Linked DNA regions of Gossypium hirsutum: regions 1 and 3 are each linked to region 2. A link is a contact called in public Hi-C data. All regions are on one chromosome and are shown on one strand. The core of a region is the stretch at or near the end of the contact, and the rest is flanking DNA. Distances in the headings are between cores, read along the strand shown.

Region 1 (4,377 bases), core at 1,078-3,577, 620 kb after region 2:
AAAATTTGTACATATGGAGCAAGGAATTGGTCAGATGAACATCAGAAAGAACTATCAAGGCTTACCATGAAAAATATAAATATTAAGATGGCCATAAAGTCACATACCTCCTTTTGTGACTGATAATATGAGGTGGGAATAGGCTGAGAACAAGAACTACAATAGTTTTCAGATAAGCGCTCTCGTATTCTGTTGTCCAAGTCAGAGACATCGTTATCATGACATGACAATGGGGAATAAACATCTGCTGCCTTAAGCCTACATTTCGGCTTTTCAAATTTGATCAAACTATCAATAGACTTTAAAGCAGCTGATGGCACATGAACCTCACCATTTGATTCCTCCCTTAAGTAGGATCCAACTTTCCATGGCTCATGACTTGGTGCAGCTGCACAATAATTGATGATTCCCCAGTGATCAAGAAACCGAAAAATCCGAGTTAAATCCTCATTATTGATACCATTTACCAACCCCTGACAATCAGAAACTGTAATTCTCTTCCCAGGATTATCCATGTATTTGACAACTATTTGGTTTCTACATTCAATATATCTTTCTGGCGTGTGTTCAGGTGACTTCCCAGAGAAGAAAAGTGGCACAACTTGTCTTTCTAGACGATGCACTGTGGCTGGTGAAAACCACTCTGCTTGCAAGGAAACCCACAAACACAACCAATTATTAATACACGAATAAGAAGATTTTAGTTCACAAAGAGAGAGGGTGCAACATAAGCTTGGAGTTTATAATGCATATTTCTTCTACTAATGCTAGACATGACATGACATGACATGACACGACACACATATCATGTAAATAAAACCAACCCAAGTTTAAATTGCTTAACTTTTGTTTTAATTTAGATTACATCTCCTGTCTGAGCTAGATCAAGATTCAAGACATTTCTTAGAGTCCAATCAAAAGAAGGTCTAGTCTAGATACTAATCAACTCACATAAAAAAAACGATTATAAAGTTCCCCAGTCAAATACAAAAAGGAACTTAAATTATATACTTTCTCAAAAGACTTTTCCAACAGTGCATCTTAAATTCAAGCTGATAAAGAAAGAACTTTTTTTTTTTGAAAGGTACAAAGAAAGAACATTCACCAAATATTAGCAGCTTGCGTTCACTACGAGAAACAGACGAAAGTCAAACCTTTGAAACTCTTCAATCCTACATCTTAATACCACTTACAGTCAATTAATATAAATAAGCTCCATCTATTTATACCCTTGATTTATAGGAAATTTGTTGAAATTAAACCCCCTAAACTTGTTTCCAGATTATTCTTTCGGCTAGCCAAAGTCAGACTCAAAATTGAAACCAGGCAAAAGTTTAAAGCATGAAGATATTAAAGAGACAGCGGAACCGAACCTGAATGCATTGGCAGGACATGAACCGTACTCCCAAACCTCTTAACAACACCACGACCCTCCATTATAGGAGGAGGGGTGATCACATACTTCTCCGGATCAACAACGGGAGCTTCCGTAGAAACCGACTGTATCTGCCCGTGCGAAACATTCTCCAAAACCGCCAGCTCAACCTGCTGATGCACCTTACTATCCCCAATCAAACCCGCCCGTTCAGATGCCACGATCGCCATTACGGAACCGTGAGGACAGTTCACGGTTCTCTTCACCACGGGAGGGAACTCCGAGATGCGAAGTCCACCGCCGGCCAGGACCTCACTCTCGCTGGAGCCCGGTAAGGATGGATCCGTGGCGACACCGGCGGCATCGTCCCCGGAGTTGTCAAGGTCATCGTTGTTCTCTTCTTCATCGTCTTCCTCCGGAACCACATCCTTTTCTTCCAGCTGGTGCTTCAATCTTCGCTCTCGCTTCCGCCGCTTCCATCTACCTCGACCATCTATCCCAAAAAAAAAATTAAAAAAATTAATTCTAGGAAAAATGAAAAACGTAATTAGGGTAACTTAAATTTTATTATCATTGGATACGGAAAATGAGAAAATAATTAAAAGAAAAAAGAGGGACGAGAGATTGCCTGAAGAAGAAGCAGGCATTGGATTGAATTAGAAGTGAAAGGTGAAATTACAGAGAGGAAGTGTGTGAAATGGCGAAAGAATTTTGTGGGGTGGGGGATTAAAATTGCAGGGACGAGAAAGGTGTAGTAGTAGTAGTATATTAGCAGAAGGAGAAGGAGAAAGAGAAAGTGAATAGGGACTTTCCTTTTCTTTTCTTTTCTTTTCTCTTCTCTTTCTCTTCTTTGTTTTGGTTCTGCCCTCTGTTTCTTAACTTTTCCCCTCCCGCACTTCACCGTTTTTCCTTTGGGATCTTGGCGTGAGTAGGCTTAGTGGGCTCACTTGGTTACCCACCAACGTTTAGTCAATGTTATAAAAGTCAAATAGGTATCGAATCTCGACATACCATTGATTTTCGATTTAATCTTATATTTAGAGATTCATTTATTCCCCTGGTTTGGACTGATATATTGACAAGTTCTCAATTCAATTGAGTTCTAATAACATTGGGTTTCATCAATATTTTTTGAATTGATCTAACCGGTCAAGGTACAAGTCCAATGAAAAGTAAAAAAATCTATTGATTAGTGAACCTAGCTAAAACCGGTTTTTATAAACTTTTTAATTATTTTTAAAAATCATATATGTCATAGAAACACAATTAAATATGAAAATTTTAAGTTTAGATATAGTTGGTTGAGTTACACGAGTCACAAATAACTGTCAAAGCATAAGTTACTCTCAATTAAAAATATTTTTTATCGACTGGATAAGATACTTTGAATTCAATAGAAAGAGCTAATTGTTATGCTCCATAGAGATCACTTATAAAAAATCTAGGATTTTCATAAAGTTAATTTGATGTGGTCACTAGGATGACACTACGATGCGGCTTTGGTCTGACAGTTGAATACAACAATTAGGTCTTCCTAGAGATTCATGTGATCATAAATTTCCGGACCAATTACAAAGTGTCACGTATCAAGCTGAAGTTATTGTAAGTCGAGCCAAACTTATCATGGTGAAAATTTGATGACATCATAATTATTTTTCTCTAATTAGTTTAAGTTAATTAATAGATAAATTTATCCCTAATTAAAAATAAAATAATTAAATGATAAAATTAAATTATTATTTCATCTTTAATCAATTAATAAGAGAAAAATAATAAATAAAAGACTTTAATTACTTGTAGAACTTTCTTTTATTCAAGTAATTAGTAGTATAAGAAGAGGTGGCCCCAAGCCATTATGCAAATTCACAAGTTCAAGAAGCCCAAAAGATCTCATCAAAATTATCTGAAGAAGTTGAAGAACTTGAAGAAATTTTGATGAACCTTCCAATCCAGTTCATATTTGGAGAAGAAGACAAAAGTCGTTTCTGAAAAAAGTTGTCTTTCGATCCAAATCAACTAAAGAAAAAAGGTCCAAACCTATTTCAAGAAGAAGTCAACATGACCCTTGAAGTAATCACATCCATCCAAGACCAAGTCTAGACAACTTTGGATTACAGCTAAATCAAAGAGAAGAATCAAATAAGTTTTCTTTGTAAAGAAATCCAGAGATTGTAACTTCTCTTTCAAAGTTATCAATAAATTTGACTTAGAAATTTCAAGTCAACTTTCAATTTAAAATTTGTGTGTATAGTTTGTTAATCAAAGATTTGGTGGATCCATAACATCGTTTCACTTAGAGAAGCTTATAATAGTTTGATGGAAGATCTTTGGGGTGAAAAAGAATGTAATGGAAGATTGTTTGGGAATGCTCTATACTTCAATGTATTCGGGTTTTCTTATGTTAGTTTTTATTTTTAAATATTTTGATATAACAGAATATTTCCTTAATTAAATTTTATAAGATCTCATGTTAAACCTTCAAAAAATAGTTTCAAGTAATTTTCAAAATTGTTTAAACATCTAAAAAAAATTATGAAGATTAGAAGCTCCTAAAAGTACTTTTAAAACTTATTTTTTGCATAACTTAGGCTATGGTTCAATACCATTAGTAAGGATACCATAACACAACTTACTGACTTTAAGGGTATTGAACCCCTTGGGCATAAGTGTCTATATATATTACTATGTATTGGACCCAAGCTTATGTGCTCTGGAACTTGGGGTGCCAAATCAATTTTTGAACATTTGGGGGTATTGAACCCCAAATGAAGAAGAACTGAACCCTAAAGCAAGAGGTATTTGAACATAACCTTAGAGTCTGGTACCTATAGCTTTAACGATTACTTTATTTAAGCAGGGTATCAGAACTTAAAGTCCAAGTAGCGAAACATAGGCCCTTACAACTGCATTTAATGTTCAAGTAAATGTCTTCAACAACTCAATTTTCCCTCTAATTACTCTAAGCGACTAGAAATCAATGAAAGGTATAAATATAACTCAAG
Region 2 (4,346 bases), core at 46-2,545:
CCATCAATTCCTTCGAGCCAGCACCATCTACATTCTCACCCAGATTTCCAATGGAGCAAACTGTACTATCACGATATGTATCACTCCTCAAGTCAAGTGGAAAAGAACCATCCACTTTTTCACCTTGATTTTCAATTGAGTAAACTATACAATCCCTGCACCTATCATCTGTCAATTCCTTTGAATCAGAATCATTCATACTTTCACCCTGATCTTTCAAACAAACCACAGTATCATCATTCGCATTGCCCATCAATTCCTTCAAACCAGAATCACCCATAAGTTCACCCTGATTATTTTCCAAACAAACCACACTATCACCGCACATATCACCCACCAATGCTTTTGAACAAGAAGCATCAGCAATTTCACCACCATTTTTCTTCAAACAAACTGAGTTTTCACAACATTCACCACCCATCAAGCCCTTCATACCAGAACCAACAATTTGGGCCTCACCCTTTATTCCAACTTTGCAATCAATATCCCCAGACCTTTTGCAAACACTGTTTTCATCTTCACCCGGTTCACTAGCACAATCCCCATTAGAATCAATCACAACGCAATCCCGTTGCTCAGAGACAAGTTTCCCCATTGACTCAGAGCACAAATGTTGCTCGGCAGCAGCAGCAGCAGCAACTTCACGCGAAGGTTCGTTTACAAAAGTCATATTCCCACACGAACCCATCTCAGTTGTTTCCAAACAAATTATCAACAATGCTGCAAACTCATTACTCCAAACCTACATAAGAAGTGAAAAGAAAGGAGAAAAAAAAAGTTTGACCCAACAATCAAAATCAAGCACATCCCCTTCACCAATACAATGCAACCTCAAATTCACCGCCAACGAATCCCTAGCTCCCTTTTAATCATATCGTTCCCAATAAAACCTTAATAAAAAAATAACAAATAAAAACATTACCTTATCAAAGCTCTCTCTGAGAAGAACCTCGGAGAAAACCCTAGAATCCCTTTCTCTGCACAATCGAAAAACCCTTCATCTCAGAATCTAAACACTAATGCATATATCCCAAAAAATAATAATAATAAAAGGATAATGCATTGAAATAATTAACCACGAAGAAAAAATTAAATTCAACAAAAAAAGTAAAAAGAGAAATAATACTTTGTTAGAGAGAAGAGGAACGAGGCCGTTGAAGAAGGAAGAAAAAGGTCGTTTTTATATCTTTTTATTTTTATTTAAAAAAAAGAATAATTTTTTTATAAACCTGTTTGGGAGAAAGGAATATGAGAGAGAAAAATTTTAGAAGAAAAAAAAAGGGAAAAAAAAAGAAAGAAGGAAAGGAAGATGAGATACTAAAATATCAATTTTGACCTTTCCTTCTTTAATTTGTAAGCCGAGTTTGATTAGGACACCGATACTTTACGCTCTCACATTTGACACGTGTATTTTTCATGGGTGTTGTTGCCATTTCCTATTAGAATTTTTTTTGTTTTTTTTTTCTGAGTATATATCTGTTTTTGTTGGAAAATGTGTTCAGACGATTTTTTTTTTCTTTTTGGGTGTGAATAAGAATATTAATAAAGGTTTGGTGATCAAAGTACAAATTTTGATATTTTATTTACTACTTGTAGTATTTTATTTTTATATTAAAAATACTCAAATTTATTTCACAGTAAAAGAATTCGAGTTTCTTTCCCCTTTACATTAGCTTAAGCAAAGGAACAAGTAATGGTTAGGGCAAGTATAATTGATGGGTAGAAAATTGATTTATAAATTTTAGTTCATTTCACATTTAATTTAGCTTGTTTTAAATAATTTTAGGATATTAGGGGTTAGTGATGCATTTTAGTGTTTTAAGCGAATTTTAAATGCTTTTATACTTAATTGTGAATAAACTAGAGTAGATGTAAATATAAAGTAGTCAAGAATCCCACTCGACAATATCTTTTTTGGTGTTGAGTTTGCATTATGGTATATACAGTATTTGACTTAAAAGAGTTATAAAAGTGAATTTCATCCCTTGAACTAGTAGATAATTATGCTAGATTATATACATTGATAGTTATGATTTGATGATGTTTTTGTTGTGTTTATATGTGTTAAAATGATGATCTTGCATTGATGTAAAGTTTAGGTACATTTAATGTATATTTTGTAAGGTTTAAACTCTTGAAAATGTGCATTTTGGTCATTTTACCAGTGAATCTCAAAACAACATGAATATGTCTCGAGACCGTAAAAACAAAATTCACCTTATTGTCTAGTTATATGTTTAATGTTTTAAGACTTTGTCTAAATAGTCTCGAGACAAAGTGGTCTTTGTCTTTGTCTCGAGACAAGAAAACATCGAAGCCAAATAAGTTTTGTCCTATTACAGGTCTTAAGGCAAGAACCTTTTGTCTCGAGACATTTAAATATTGAAGCTAAAATAAGAAAACAGGGGAGGTTGGTCTTAAAACCTAGCCCTGAGACATAAGGGACATACCTCAAGACACAATTTATAATGTCTTGAGTCAAATTAAATTTGAAAGTAAAATACCTAAAAAAAATGAAGCATATCTCGAGACAAGAAGTCATCTATCTCGAGACATAACATAGAAATTTGATAGTTGAGTTTGGAATCAAGTCCTAACTTTAAACTTGACCTTACATAACCCCATAACATGATAAATTGAATCTTTAACATTGTGAATGTATATATGTGAGTATGATTGATGATTAAATTGATTTTAATGATAAGTATGATTTAAATTTTATGATTATATAATGAGATAGCCTGAGTTGCTTCGACAACATAATGTGACATTGTAACAGCCCGTTTTTAGTTAAATCAGAATAGTGGTTTCAGGATCACGAATCCAAAGTTAAAATAATTATTTTATTAATATTTTAATGTTTACAGCATGATAGTATAGTTGTGTGAAATTTTTGTTAAGAAATTTTAACGTTTGAATATTTAATTTGATAAAAAAGACTAAATTGCGTAAAATGTAAAACTTATGTTCTATTAGCTAAAGGTGTCTAATAGCTACGGAATATTAAATTGGAGGTCCTTATGTGGTAATTAGACCATTTTTAAGGTTATTGGACATTTATGTACATGGTTTATGTGATTTATTAATGTTTTATTAAAGGTTACAATGGTAATTGATTAATAAAGATTTAATAAGTTTAATAAACCAAATATTTTAGTTTGTCTTCTTCCTTCTAGCTGAAATTAAGAAAATAAAAACATCCATGGATGCTATTTAGGGTTTGACAACTTCATGGTTAAATTGGTGAGTGATTTTGACTCGGTTTTTAGTGATTTCTATGTTTTTGAGATCGTTGCAGCTTAACCTAGCTAGTCTAGGGGCTATTTTGTAAAATTTTTAAAGGTTTAGGGTTTTTCCATTGATGAATGTTGATGTATTTTGATGTTTAATGGTATAAAATTCATGCTTGTTGTTAGATAAACAATATTTGTTAAGTGATTTTTAGTAAAATGTCTAATTAGGGATTAATTTGTGAAATATTGAAATTTGGTGGTTAAATTGTGAAATAAATGAAAAATATGGACTGCTAAGGACCTAATTGAAATTTTTCTAGCATGGGTTTTGGTTAAATTGCATGAATTTGTGATTTTATGAAATAAGGACTAAATTGTAAAAATGTTAAAATGTTAGGGGGAAAATGTAAAAGTGCCTTAATATGTGTTTTGGACTAAATTGAAGATTATTAAATAAGTTGATTTTGATTACAATTAAATCAAGAAAGGCAAAATACGGATTTAGATCAGGGAAAGAACAAAGTTTCAGATTAATCGACTTGTTTCGATGTTTCTGCATTCGAGGTAAGTTCATATGTAATAAGCTTTGTTTTAATTGTATTTTAAATGCTTTAATATTTCATAAATTGTGAATATGACATTGCGGACTTATTCGATGAAGATTCGGCATTAGAAATTTCGGTTGAACCTTAGGAATAGATTAGGACACGAATGACATGTCATTAAGGGTTTATTATTGTTTTGGGTACTAGTCTGTATGTCCTACCGGTGGCTGAGTTATCCAGCATGTGTTGCGAATTCCTGTCAGCCTGTATGAGCAGCACCATGTAGTTACGTCATGACCATCATCTTGTGTGAGCAGACCCGTTGATAGCTCGAGAGTGAGCATTATTTGAGATATGATATTGAGATAACTTCGACTATGTATTGGCACTTTGATGCAAGATTTATTGAGATAGCTTAGGCTATATATATATTGGCACTTAGGGTGCGAGATTCCCGAGTATCTTGTATTATTCCAAATGGTTCAACGGGTATATGGAAGATATGAAATGGTGAGAATATATATGTATCAATACAGGTATGTATGTAAATTGAGTATGCATCGAATAT
Region 3 (4,370 bases), core at 1,810-4,309, 570 kb after region 2:
TCAAATGGACCGGAGAAGCTAAATAGCAAAATTCGTTTGAGTACTGTGGCATAAATTCATTTCCAGGAAATAAGTAAATGCACATGTGAGAATACGAGAATAAAAGACAAATTCGACAGCAGTTTGAAGAACAAAGAACCTTCACAGAGCCATTTTCGTAAGTAGCAATAAGTGTATGCTGGTCAGCTGCAAGAGACAAGACAGTGGACACAGATCTCAGCATGCCTTCCCCTAAAACAGTCAAAAGACTATGATCACTTAGACTCCATAATCGAACAGTTCCATCCCAACTCCCGCTGTAAAGAACTCCATTATTCACTGCTACGGCAGAAACTACCGATTTATGGCCAGTCATAGTGCCTGACAGGGTGCCATCCTGGAAGAGAAAAGGAAAGCAAGGTTCCAAATTATTATCATCTAGCATTTCAAAAGGTTAAGAAATAAGCAGCACACATGAAATGAAAATCAAATAATTATACCCGCAATGACCATTCTTTAATCAATTTATCTCCACTTCCAGTGTATAAATAGCCATTTTCTGAAACTGCCAAAGCATGGATTCCACTATAGCGCCAATCCTTTTCCTCGTACCATTTCTTTAACGGATCTTGTCCGAAAGGGATATTAATGCTCCATAAAAATATGCCACCTCCACTATCGCCACTAATGCATAATGGCTGTTCTTCATCCACACAGACAACAGCCATTACCTTATGCTCATGACCTCTGAACGTATGCACATGAGAGTAATCCTGTAAATAGATGCGGGAAGAAACTGATTCAAAATGAGCCAATATTCCAAACTAAATTACTCATGGAACAGTTACGCTTGCAGAGTATGATTGAATTTAAATCATAATACACCCACTTGAATAAATGATAATTTAGGAGAGCATACCTGCAGGGACCATACTTTGACTGATTTATCGAAGGAGGAGCTAAACAGATAACCCCCTAGAACAGCAAAAAGAAAATATGAATACATCTCCTAAATTTACCTAAGATTCATGAAATCATTTAAAACCATATATGTCAAGAAGAAGATCCAGCATACCATTAACATCGAAAAGGAAAAGAGAAGGGTAAAACAACATTGTTTAACCGGATATGAGGCAGCTTAAGATTCGAAGAATCATGGTCCAGGATCATGTGACACGCAATTGTGTAATGGAAGAAACTCTGTTTCAATGATCGAAATGCAAATCACCAAAGCCCTCCCACCCAGGCCTCAAAACAGCCACCTTATTAACAAAAGGAATCCTTGTAACGTGGATAATGACTATACTAGGACTAGCACCATGCAACAGCGAATGCTAAGTTAAATTTTTTTATTGCATTTTATAGAAGTGGCAGCAAACTACCAAATATTCACAGGCCTTATGCTTGTAAAGTTCCTAAATACAAAAGCCATAACAAGGTATCGACTACTAAGAACCCTTTCCACCAATTAGCAGTCAGCAGTATCAAAATTGAAACAGCATATGTTAAAGACAGATAAGAAACTATACCTCCTACAGCTAATCCAGTAACACAATCAAGATGGCCTTGCAAATCTTTCCATTTAATTCTGCCCTCTGTAAGACCATTAACCATGTCTGTTGCACCATTTGCTTCTTTTCCTGGTAACTCATATTTTTCCTGTGTTTCGGTTCTTTCCCTGGACAACAGACACAATTTCCCAACAACCATACATCGACCTCCATTCTCATCATAACTTGCACCATCCAATTTCACCATTTTATCAAACTGAGGTTTAATAACTAGCTCCCTAATACATTTCCACACATCTCCCGCTAGTGAACGATTCTCGGGATCAAGATCCAAGCATTTACATAGAATCTGCTGCAAAGATGCACATTCGGCACCAAATTTAGTTCCCAATAAAGAACTCACTTTCTCCATCAAACTTGTATAGACACTTGAACAATCTATTTCACTATTTTCACTTCCTTTCACAATAATATGGCACATATATTCAACCCATTCATCACTAAAGACATCCTCATTGACAATCCTAAGAAGAATACAACTTAACAACCAAGCATCCGAGCTATATCTTATTGGATATTTCAAGCTACAACACTCTACCCCAATACCCTCTTTCTCTAACAGCTTAAGCAACACCTCAGGGCTAATAAACACATCCCTTTTCAACAAATCTTTAAACAACATACCGATTTCTCCATCACCAATCTTGTTCCCACTAAATCCAACATTTGCAACAATATCTTGAATTCCCCTTCCAGTCAATAACACCTCATTCAAATCAAGATATATATGCCCAAAATCATCCAATTGAAAGCAAGAAAAGCTCAAGCAACCAGCAATCAACCCTTCTTTATGTAAAGAAATGACTGCCTCACACATTTCCATACCCATCAGTGCAAAATTAAAAACCCCTTCTTTCTCAAAACACCCCAAGTCCTTATCCAAAAAGTTCCCCCATTTTTGCTTCTCACTCACTAAATACAGAACCCCATCCCCAAGATCACCCCACAGACCCAAAACTCTACAAATTCTACAATTTTGCTTAGTAAAAGCTCTTAAAACTAAACCCAAGTCCTCTCTTTCCTCTTCTTTCATTTCACGCAAACAATCCATAACTCTCACGAGATATCCAGCCTTAAACAAAGAACCATCCTCCTCGCCACTTGAAAAAGACCCAACAGGCAAAAGGCTCACTTGGTCTCTCTCAACGGTATCGTCACGGAGAAGGTAGCTTTTCCAGTTGGAATAAAACTCGTCGGACCAAGAACGAGGGAGGAAAGGGAGATTGGAGACATTTTTGGATTTGTTGACGGGTTTTCGGGGATTTTCAGAGCCGCCGGGGATTAGTCTAAGGAGGTCGATGTTTTTGGGGAGAGTCGTGGGGCCCTCCGGTGGGTACTTGACGAGCACCGTACACGCGGGGCATCGGATTGCTCCCGGGAGTTTCTTAGGGAGGTTTAATAGGCATGACTCGCACACCGTGTGGCCACACGCGAGCACACGCGGGATCGTGCACGCGCCGTCGTACGGTTGCAAACAGACTGGACATTCCGGTAAGTCCTGCGACTCCATCGCCGCCGGGCAGAGAAAAAAGAAAGAAGTTTCGTCTTCTTAAAAAGCTGTACCCTCCCAAAAAACACGTCGTTTCACTTTGACCAAAATCTACCTTCTGACATTTTTACCCTTACAGTTTCCAAATAATACCAAAATCACTCTCCTTTACCAGCAGTTCGTTTTCTCTGAATACATCTTTCTCTGAAATTTGACGTATCGATATCGCAACGGAGAGGGACCGGCGGCGTACGGCGGCGCATTGAGGGTTTAAAGAGCATGGCAGGATCAAGAAATTCAATGCTCTATTCGTTTCTTCTATTTACCGTCATTCTTTCACTCCAAATGATGTATCGAGGAAAATTAGCGTCCTCAGAACTGTTCACCATTCTAGGTGGATTCATCAGCTCATTCTTGTTTCTCGTGTCACTAACAGTGAGTCCTAGAAGTCCCGAATTGGATCCTTTTTCTTATAAATTCATCGCCTGGATTCGCAATCCACTGTTTTATACGATGCATTTGCCATTGTTTAAAGCTCCGACAGAAGTCTGAAAATCTGACGTTATTCGAGTTTGAGACATATATAACATGATTAAGCATGATAAGATCTTTTTCCCTTGGTTATTTCAGTTCATTGGGAATTTCCAGTAAGCATTTGGGATGAGAACTGGCTGGGGAGCTGGTGAGTATACATAGCTACTTTCGTTTTTTGCCTTTTTAATTATTTATGATGAGATTTTATTCAGAAAGGTTAGGAGGATGAAGAAAGATGCTACAGATCACAATAAAAAAACACGAACACAATATGTTTAAGAAATATGCAAATTGAGTAATAGACATGACCGCATGAGAAGTTCAATGCATATTTAAACATGTTAGCATATGCATACCATTCTGCTCAATCTAAAGCATTTATCACAATTTATGTTTTGCTGGAAAACGCTTACGACAGTTGTAAGTAAAATATTTTCAGAATGCATTTTCAGTTAAGTTACCTGAAAATACCTCCAGGTGAAAGTGTTTTCCCTAACAGTAAGGTGCTACTTTCTTCAATGGCTATTTAATTAGTAATATATATATAACTATGTTTGAATGGATGTCATATGAGGATCCGACAATTTAAGAATGCATCCCATCGAAATTTTTGGTGAATCCAACATCTGGCACGTGAAGGTGTCATTGGTAGTGAACACTACTGTAGAGATGTACGAGTCGGATAAAGTGTTGCAGCAATTCGAGTTCAGGCAACAAATTTCAGTGGCACCTCAAGACCTCGATGATCTACATCCTATCGACTTGCAAGGGAGGATAGATGAGAATAGGTTGATATT

Evidence for each region. A called contact is a pair of places that touch in the nucleus more often than the background predicts.
Region 1: a Hi-C map of leaf shows a contact between it and region 2, with 1.5 times the contacts expected there. The contact joins the promoter of LOC107951483 here to the promoter of LOC107951494 in region 2. A contact is called at or near these places in 3 of 34 Hi-C or Micro-C datasets (hypocotyl and leaf).
Region 3: a contact with region 2 is called in a Hi-C map of leaf, with 2.0 times the contacts expected there. The contact joins the promoter of LOC107951486 here to the promoter of LOC107951494 in region 2. A contact is called at or near these places in 3 of 34 Hi-C or Micro-C datasets (all in leaf).

The regions. Positions count from the first base shown.
Region 1 is chrA02:13,977,441-13,981,817 of Gossypium_hirsutum_v2.1, forward strand. LOC107951483 (SWI/SNF complex subunit SWI3C) reads right to left here and starts at 2,328. Exons shown (of 7, transcript XM_016886546.2): 1 at 2,004-2,328; 2 at 1,374-1,868; 3 at 108-643. The coding sequence starts at 2,022.
Region 2 is chrA02:13,356,887-13,361,232 of Gossypium_hirsutum_v2.1, forward strand. LOC107951494 (histone-lysine N-methyltransferase ASHH2) reads right to left here and starts at 1,296. Exons shown (of 19, transcript XM_041091341.1): 1 at 1,127-1,296; 2 at 923-977; 3 at 1-742. The coding sequence starts at 688.
Region 3 is chrA02:13,920,543-13,924,912 of Gossypium_hirsutum_v2.1, forward strand. LOC107951486 (TAF5-like RNA polymerase II p300/CBP-associated factor-associated factor 65 kDa subunit 5L) reads right to left here and starts at 3,060. Exons shown (of 6, transcript XM_016886552.2): 1 at 1,509-3,060; 2 at 899-954; 3 at 480-752; 4 at 140-376. The coding sequence starts at 3,060. LOC107951487 reads left to right here and starts at 4,165. Exons shown (of 2, transcript XM_016886553.2): 1 at 4,165-4,370. The coding sequence starts at 4,165.